2 separate regions of the Mus musculus genome follow, and region 2 is linked to region 1. Evidence: chromatin contacts called from public Hi-C data. All regions are on one chromosome and are shown on one strand. Each heading gives the region's core, a stretch centred on a gene start, on an enhancer-like site or on the middle of the called end of the contact. The rest is flanking DNA. Distances are from core to core; before and after follow the strand shown.

Evidence for each region. Hi-C and Micro-C count contacts between places; a contact is called where the count stands out from the background.
Region 2: a contact with region 1 is called in a Hi-C map of uterus. The contact joins the promoter of Ndrg2 here to the promoter of Pip4p1 in region 1. A contact is called at or near these places in 1 of 39 promoter capture datasets (hippocampal neurons), 1 of 484 Hi-C or Micro-C datasets (uterus) and 2 of 115 datasets of contacts at active chromatin or transcription factors (both in embryonic stem cells).

The regions. Positions count from the first base shown.
Region 1 is chr14:50,929,234-50,933,687 of GRCm38.p6, forward strand. It overlaps Pip4p1 (phosphatidylinositol-4,5-bisphosphate 4-phosphatase 1), which reads right to left and starts at 1,616. Exons shown (of 7, transcript NM_001033271.5): 1 at 1,380-1,616; 2 at 901-1,091; 3 at 351-457; 4 at 1-74. The coding sequence starts at 1,542.
Region 2 is chr14:51,911,477-51,916,261 of GRCm38.p6, forward strand. It overlaps Ndrg2 (N-myc downstream regulated gene 2), which reads right to left and starts at 2,012. Exons shown (of 15, transcript NM_001145959.1): 1 at 1,847-2,012; 2 at 1-70. The coding sequence starts at 64.

The DNA.
Region 1 (4,454 bases), core at 366-2,865:
CCCTGACACCCATTGGCTGTGGCTCTGGACTCAGAGGTCCTGGATGCACAGGCCCTAGGTTGATGATTCTTTTGCTATACAGGGGGAAAAGTATGTTTTTAAAATTCTTAGTTCTATTTGGATCTGATGACACACTGCATCCCAGCACTTAGGAGGTGTAGGCAGGATGACTAGACATTCAAGGTGCTACTACACAGGCCTTCCTGCCTCCACTTCTCAGGTGCTGGGATTGAACACAGGCATGCACCACCTTGCCCAGCTCTAGATTTTTGTTTGTTTTTTTGTTTGTTTGTTTCCCTATTGCTTTACAACTTTCCTTACATATGGCCTTCTCTTCTTAGGTCTCTTACCAGTAGGGCCGAGGGCAGGCAATCCGCTGAGAAGTCACTTTGCAGATAAGGAGACAATTACAGGGGCATCGGACATACTTCTTTCCTGGAGGTGCATTCTTGATGGGCTAGAGAACAATGAATAAAGGAACAATGGGCATTTCAGCAGAGAAGCCCATTATCCCAGTCCTCTGCAAGGACATTACTGAGAAAGAGAATCAGACATTTGAGATATACAAATGTTGCCAGCAGAGTAGAGTGTGCCTGTGAGACTGGGGCAGGAAGATTGCAGAGTCTGATGGGAACCCGGGTCATTGTGAGATCGTCTCAGAAAAGCAGAGAACCCCAAAATACAAAAATCAAAAGCAACTGCAACAACTGCCAGTGAGAACTACACTTCAGGTCCAGGAAAGATCAAAAAGTGAGAGCTTGGTGAACGTTATTTTTAGTGAGTGGCTTCTAAAGAAATGGCTGCTGCAAGATGCAGGAACTGAAAGTTTCATGAACAGGGTGTTGAACCAGAAAGAGGATCCAGGAAACAAGGCCCATTCTGCAGATAGTTATAACTCACAGTGGCTTCGTTGCAGACACCACATTTGACTACATGCTGATGCATCTTGCCTTCCACGTTGATCGGAGACTGACAGACGCGACAGGTAATCATGGGGGCACTCCCACTATCCGGGCTAGTCAAGGGTGAGTAGGGGGGTGGGTCCTCTCCAGGCAACACGGCTGGATGTCCCTCAGGGAACGGGGGAAATGCTACGAAGAGGAAGCAGATAAACCCAAAATCATCATTCGAACACTTCCCACGGATGCTCCACGGACGTGGGGAACCCTCTGAGTAAGCTCGATCCGCTGCTCACAAAAAAAGCGCTCAGATCAGTTTCCTCAAAACCCGCTTTCAGGCCAGGCTTAGGCAGTGATTGCGGACCGAGGATGCCTCGCCCCGTGACAGGTGCCACGGGGCCACACCTGGCGCGGAAGCAGGCTCCGCCCCCTGACCCGATCCGCCCCTAGGCCTGCGTGCACCTCAGACCTCCGGCTTACCCTGGGGCGGGGCATGTTTACCGGCTCCGTACGGAGGTGCGGAGGGCGTCAGGCCTCCACCGGGCCCGGTCGCGCTCCCGCCCGGGCCCGCTAAGCCGTTGCCACCAGCGCCGCCATCGCCGGCCTCGGAGAGCAGCGGGGAGCGCTCTCCGTCTGCCGCCATGGCGACTCCCGCTCGGTCAGCGACCAGCTCCCGCCGCCGCTGCCACCGCCGCCGCCGCCGTCGCTACCGGGTCCCTAAGGCGCCTGCGCGCCGCGTTCGCCCGCAGCCAGTGCCGCCCCGCTCACGTGACAGGCTGGCCCCGCCCCTCTGCGCTGTCATTCGTGGACCTGAAACAGTTCCCGGTTTGTAAGGGAGCGTCCCTTCTCCATTGGAGAGAGACGTGTCACGTCACTGTCACATGGTCTTCCCGTAGCTGCTGAGTCCGTAAACACTGCACGTGACTCGAAGTTGTGCGAGCGATTGGAAGTGGGGCGGTCGCGCTACCTCCGGCCCAGGTGGGCGGCTGCCCCGCACGCGTCACGTGCGCAGCCTGTCGCGTGAGTCGCTCCTCATTGGGCCCAAGTCTCCCGTGGGACGTAACCCTATTGGCCCAAATTTAGCGCCAGAACGTGAGGGCGGCTGCCTTCTGGCTGGCAGGGCTGGTATCCTGGGCCGCGGGAACCGCCCTAAAACCTGGACAAGAATCGAAAAGCCACCGGGAGCTTGAGGGCTTAGCACGCTTGTCTGACTTGGCACAAGGCCCCCGAGTAGTGGTGATGTGGTTGCGTATGCCTGTAAATGCAACACTTGGGGAGATGAGTTAGGAAAGGGAATTCCAGGGTAGCGGAGAGAAACACTGAACTACACAAGGAGGATCAGAATACAAGAGGGCGGGGCACTGGGAAGATGCGTTAGCGGTTAAGGGAACTTTCTGCTCTTTCAAAGGAGCCTAGTTTGAGTCCTAGGGCCGATGCTACCTGTAACTCTACCTCCTGGAGATTGTGCACCCGGCAGCTACATACACGTGGCTTAAGTGCGTGGGCACACACACATATATATAAAATAAAAACGTCCAAAGTTAAAAAAACAGAAGGTCACAGTGTAGGGCTGTAATCCCAGACTATGGAAGATGGAGACAGGAGGATCAGACATTCGGGTTTGGCTAAGAGTTTGAGACCAGCCTGAGCTATATGAAGACTGTCTAAAAGCCTAGTGCGCATGCTGAGTCTGAGGCTGGCTAAAGCAAGAGGATCATGAGTTTGAGTCCGATTTGACTCACAAACGGAAATGAGAGACTGTTCCTGTAGGATGGTTATGGTGATGCTATCTGGTGAACTTAATGGTAACCATGCTGGAAGCCCTAGGTTCCCTTTCAGCGCCTAAAAAAGATAATAATAATAATTTTTTTTTAATTCTGAAAATGTGCTGTACTACCACTGCTACATCCACAGTCTTTAGTTTTGAGACAAGATCCTGGCTTGGAATTTGGTGATTCTTCGCAAACCTCCCGGGTAATTGAGAATACAGGCATTTGCCTCTAAGCATAGCTGTAAAATTATAATTAATTCTACAAGTGTCTCTACAAGGGTTAAGGTTGGAACCAACCTGAAAGCCCCTCTCAAAGCATGTGTGCAAGTGCTGTCTACGGAAGCTGCCATGGGAGAAAAGCAACTAAAACCCCCTACAAATCACAATGGCCAGCCCAGCAAGAGTGGGTTCAATAGTGTGGCACTTCATCTCAAGGGTAACCTGCTGGACTTTAGGCCTGGGATGGTGTGCTTCTGTCAACCTTGTCAACTACTGTGGCTGGTGACGTCATGGGCCCTAGGAGAAAACCCACTGCTGCTGCCCTCCTAAAACACTAAAATTCTGAACAGCATTCTAAATAAATACCTATATATATGTATCCACACGTCTGCCTGCTCCCCCCCCTCACACACACACACACTCTCTCTCTCTCTCAAATACACCATTAAAGAAGCAGCCTTTCCTCAGAGCAGATGGAGGCCACTACAGTGATCCACAACTGATCTAAATACCTCCATTGCTGAAATGAAAATTATCTTTTATTAGTGTCTCTCTCCACCGATGGAAGGGAAGTGCATCATTTTACTCAATTGATGTATACTGACCTGTCAGATATATACACATGTGTTTATTGATTCAGCTAGTGACTCAAATCCAAAGATAGTTTTGTCATATTTGGTAGATGAACGTCTTTAGACTTTGCTTAATTTTTGTCTTCAGCAAAGAAATTGTAAATGGAGGCTTTTTTGTTTTGGTTTGATTTTTTTTTTTTTTAAATAGGGTCTCATCCTTGAACTAGGCTGGTCTTAAATTCTTGGCAAGTCCCACCTCTCCTCAAAGGCCTGAGACACCATGCCTGATTCTAGGTTCTGATAGTTTTAGACACAGGTTTTTTTTTTTTTTCAGATTAGTTTCTACCATCAGACTTGTCTTCAACAACCCCAACACTCCCCAGCACATACTTAAAAAATGAGTCACAGCTCTGCAGACAACAGGCCAGTTTGCTGTTCTTGCTGATTTCTGCTATAGACTCTCAATTAGGTTAGGTTTCGCTATTTGGGCCCTTGCTATATATAGCCCCCCAAATCTATCCTTTTGTGATACGATACCTCCATCTTCACTAAAGTTGTGTTTTATGATAACTTATATCCGGTTCTAGCTATACAAAAAAAGTTAAAAGTAGAACTGGGGACATATTTCAGTGGTGAAGCACTTGCCTAGCACACATTATGCCCGGGATTTCAATCCTAGTATGCATTCCTGCCACCAAAACAATGTAGGGAGGAAAGAACCCATTTTATACTCTGAAGGGTCAAAGTAGAATAAATGAGTTTGTGTGTGTGTGAGAGAGAGAGAGAATAAATGGTTTATGTATTTATCTACTGTTCATTCATTTATTCATTTGTCATTTGGCCTCTAGGTGATGTTTTTGTTACAGATCAAATACAGGGTGTAGACTAGAAATCAAATGAAAGTAAATGTTAGCCACTAGATTGGATATTTTCTGACAAGTATGTGAGGTATTGAAGGAAGTACATGATAATTTATGAATTCCTCAGTACACA
Region 2 (4,785 bases), core at 762-3,261, 980 kb after region 1:
CGGGTGTTTGTCCTGGCAACAGCGGCTTCTCCTCGGTGATCTGCACCTCCTGAAGTTCTGCCATGGTGGCCTGGCAGGATACAAAAACAGTAAACCAGTCAGGCAGTGGTGGCGCACACCTTTGATCCCAATACTAAGGAGGCAGAGGCAGGCGGATCTCTTGAATTTGAGGCCAGCCTGGTCTACAGAGAGAGCTGCAGGACAGCCAGGGCTACACAGAGAAACCCTGTCTCAAAAACAACAAAACAAAACAATAAGCCCTGGAGGGAGGCAGCTTAGCCTCTGTACTCTCAGTCCAATGCAATGCAATGCAAGGTGCAGAGCAACACCAGAGCTGAAAACGCCAAGACACACGGAGAGCTTTTCTGGCTCCCCCGCCCCACTTCCAGGGCAATACCAAACAGGACAGCACATCTCTTCAGACCACCGGCCCCATGGCTGCCGGCTGCCCCTCAACCCCAACATTCTCACCTCGTACCTCACAATGCTCCTCCCTCTCCGCCCCTGGAGGGAGACACCGAGGCTGGGGAAGCAATGTGGCTCCAGTTTCTTAAGCTATCTTTAGGGGACGCCCCACACTACCTCACTGACTGGGCTAGAGTGGTAAGGGTTCACAACTGACCATGACCTTCAACTATAGCTCCAATGTCAGCATCTTGAGGGGCTAAAAAGGACTGAGGCAGTGACTATCAAGCACTCAACAGAGGGACCTAGATATCCAATCCAATCAATCTCTCTCTCTCTCTCTCTCTCTCTCTCTCTCTCTCTCTCTCTCTCTCTCTCTCTCTCTCTCTCTCTTGTACACAAATGAGCGCACACCAACAATGGTAGATCTAGAGAGCAGCAGAGCACCTGTGCAGACTTGAAAAAAAAAAAAGAAGAAGAAAAAGAAAAAGAAAAAGAAAAGAAAAGAAAGCAAGCCAGCAGCATGGGGTGGGTGGGGTCAATTTACTGAGCTCCTATTGGTTGGATACGGTGAGCGTGGAGGTCAGGGTTCTTAGTCCTGACTCTAGGGTCTGAGAAAACACAGGAACAAGGTGAATGACATGGGAGACGGACCTGGGTCTTTTAGGGACATAAGGCCAGAGCCAAGACCCAGGATTCCAGGGTCACTAACCCTTTCTAATCTCCCCTGAGTCCAGAGAACACGTCCTCTCTAGGTTCCAATCAATACAAGCTGGAGGGGCCTGCGAGGCAAAACAAGCAGGTCCAGGCTGGGTAGTCTATGAAGAGAGCAGAGAGCTGACATGGCGATAGAGCATGACTGTGTCAAAACCTCTGGGTCCTACCCAAGTGCCACTATTAGGTGACCTTGTCCAGTTAGTCACTACTCGGTTTTGACGGTTCTCAGTTGATATGTAGGTAGTACAGCATGACCTTTTCCTTCACCATTTAAAAACAAACAAGCTTCAAGCCTTCATCTCTCCCCTCCACCCAGTGTAATTGTAGGTCGGGTGGAGAAAGGAGAGGGGGGGATAGGGCTGCCCGTAACCTCCGCACTTCCCCGGACTGCCAGCCATGTGCCAGCCGGGAAAAGATGGTTAGGACTTGACTGGCTGCTCCCAGAACACGAAACCTGACCCCTATGAGCTTCTCGCTGCCGTTCCTCGTCCGAACCAACACCCTCTCACGGCGGGCACGTAGTGCCCAGGACCCTGTACATCATCTCAAGAGCGCCCCAAACACGCCCTGCACTTTGCAGCTCTTCTGCCTTTGTGCGCAGCAGCGGAGCTCCTCGCTCAGCCAGCCCCTTCCCCCGAACTACAGCCAGGAGACCAGAACCACGATGCCCACCCTCCGGGCCCGCGCCTTGCCAGCCCAGAGGCGCGCTTGCCCCTCCCCCTACCTGCTGCAGCCGCCGCGGTCGCTGCCACCTTCACTTGCCTTTGACTTAGGTCCGCCCTAGCTCTGGCTCCCCACAGACCCGCCCTGGGCCCGCCCCCGGGCCATCTCCCTGCAGATCCGCCCCGACCCCCCATAAACACGCCCCGTAACTCGCCTGGGCTACCAGGGGAGGGGCGAGAGGGTGCGGCTTGGGAGCACACAGAGGTGATGCTCATAGGCTCTCTGAGTGCTCCCCATAAACCCTAAGCCGTGTGAAGTGGGGTGAGCGTGGGGGATCCCTTAAACCCCCAAATGGTCCCCACGCCCACATCAACGGCGCCCCTACTGTGACCTGGCTCTGCCAGGCTCACTTTTGGCTCTCTTCCTAGCCCCCCAGATTGAGTGGCAGCGACGGGTAAAGTGGGGAGACCAACCCAAGGTGCCTACGTCCCACGATTTCAGCTCCGCCCGCCCGGAAACAGAGAGCTAGATCAAGGAAGGGGGAGGTGGGCGAGGGCCACCGCTCAGACCCGGTCTCGGGGCAGGTATGGGTAGTGGTGACAGCGTGTCTGGAGACGGGGCGTCGAGGGCATAGGAATTCCCAACAATTGGGGTGCTGGTACCTCCTCAGCCGAGTCCCGCCGCTTGCTCTCCGACTGCTCCGTGAGAAGTTGGACAACAAGCAGGGAGTTGGGGGGGGGGGGGGCCGGGAAATGCTGGGGGCCGCTATAAATAGAGGATGAACGAAGGAGGGGAAAGATGATGGCCAACAGCGACTCCCGGGTCAAGGCCCCAACGAGGGGGGCGGGTAGAGGAGGGGCTGGGGACCCCCCAAGGGCTCTGACTCCTGTGTAAACAGGCGCGGAGGCGGAGCTAACTCTGCAAGGGTGGAGTAAAGGGTTTGAGGAGGACTGGATGTCCTGGGCTGAGACCCAAGAGACCCTGTGGCTGAGGCGCTAACCCCTCCTAGTCCAACCCCGAAAAGGAGGGCGAGGTCAGCTCTGAAAAGCTGAGTGGCAGTACCCTGCTGCCGATGCCTCCTGAGCTGCTGTCTCCTGGGCTGGACCCTCGGTGCCTGGTGGGTTTACCATCCTATCCTAGACTTCCACAAGATTCACATCTGAGACACGTCCTCCCTGTGCTCTTTAAAGAAAGATTGCTGAAGTGGAACGGTTGATGGACTGGAAGTTGTGTTAAGCAACCAGATTGTATTTCCCCACTTGCCCTCGTTCTCGCACCCCTGCTCCCAGAATCAACCCTGCCCCATCCCCCTTCAGCCTAGTTCCAGACTTGCCATTTAGGGGGCTGGGCGCCAGGCCAGTTGAAAACAATGTCCAATGGAACCGGAGCTGCCAACTGCAACACCAGAGCAGACTGCTCCCCCCAAGACCCCCAGATTGCCCTCCCCCCTGCCTGGGAACTACCCTCACCACGCACAACCCCCCTCCCCAAGGAACATCAATGCCCCTTTCATCCCCACTTGGCAGGTCTGTTGGAAAAGAGGAGAGGCCAAGAGGGAGGAGGAGGAGACCTGGGTAGGCTCAAACCCAGCTTTAGAAAAGAAAAAAATAAATAAAAAATAAAAACCCTAGACCTAAAGAGCTTCCTATATCCCCCAAACAGAACCCCAAGTTTCCCTCTGTTCTTTTCTCCTGCTCCCTTCATAAGAGTTGCCCTAGAAACTGGCACAGAAACCTGGCATCCTAGCTTTCTGCCTAGCCCCTAGGTGCAGGTTTTATGCTCTCCTGAATGAGAAGTTTGCTGGACTTCAAGAGCAGAGCTACATATGAGTAAGATTTTTAGAAAGCTCTCAACAGCCCCTGTGGCTTGTAGAAAGCAGGAGAACCTGGACTGAGCACTTCAGCCTGCAGGCTTCATGTGTCTAAAGTAGACATACTTAGAGAGGGGGAGGGAGAGACTGGAAGGTTCCAGCATCTAAATCCGTCTCTGGGTCAGGATGACTCAGGGGGAACCTGATAACGGGCAGACACGGGGGCTTGGGGAAGTGGGAAATTTCCACTGAGATCTGTTTACTTCCTAGACCTAGGGGCTCTCTAGACAGCTCCTGAGGACACACACACACACACACACACACACACACACACACACACACAAAACTGCCTCTGCCTCATTGTTCTTCACTCTACAGGTTCAAGACTAACCCGAGTACAAGTATGCCAACACGGACAATATCTAACCGACTTTCTCTGAGTCAAAAGCAGTTTCGAACTATGCTTCAAGCACTTTCAGTGTACAAACCACTGGATGGACGACAGTCAAAGAAGGGAAATGTTTTTGGACAGTTTGTGATCCAGGGATTGAAGAAGCATATAAATATAGAAAAGGCCAGGGAAAATAATCTATAAGATCGGTGTATAGAGAACAAGTCTTGTAGCAGCCTCCACCGCTCTCCAGTGGGAGAGAAGAGCTTTTCACTTCCCCGGGATGGTTTTAATAACCCCTGAGGAAGAAAGCACAAATTGGAAATCCAGAAATACTTAAAGGTAATGTTTAGGGTACTCTAGCCATCATATATGCATTTACAAAGCACATTATTTAGCGTTCACACTCAATCTTGTTTTAACTAAAAGATTTCAGGGCCCCTAGCAATACTTCTGTAGCCCCACCCCCGGAGACTAGAGACTGCAGGCTAACAGCCACATGTTTCTGTAATTCAGAGGAAAGGAGTTTTGTTTCTAGGGTAAAACCACCCAGATGAGAAGTGAAATATTTGAGTAGGAAAGAAGGTGCGTTTCATCTCGGCAGAGAGCAGACGAGAAAGTATAAGCAGAAATGCAAGAACTCCTTGGAAGAGTGGGAAGTATGTGTGACCCCAAATCTGTACCATTGTCTCTAACTATACAGATGTGGAAACTGAAACCCAGGAACATTAATGGTTTGCCCATGGCCCCCAGCTGATCACACACTAGGGTGTGACTCTCCATCAGATCCATTCCCCTC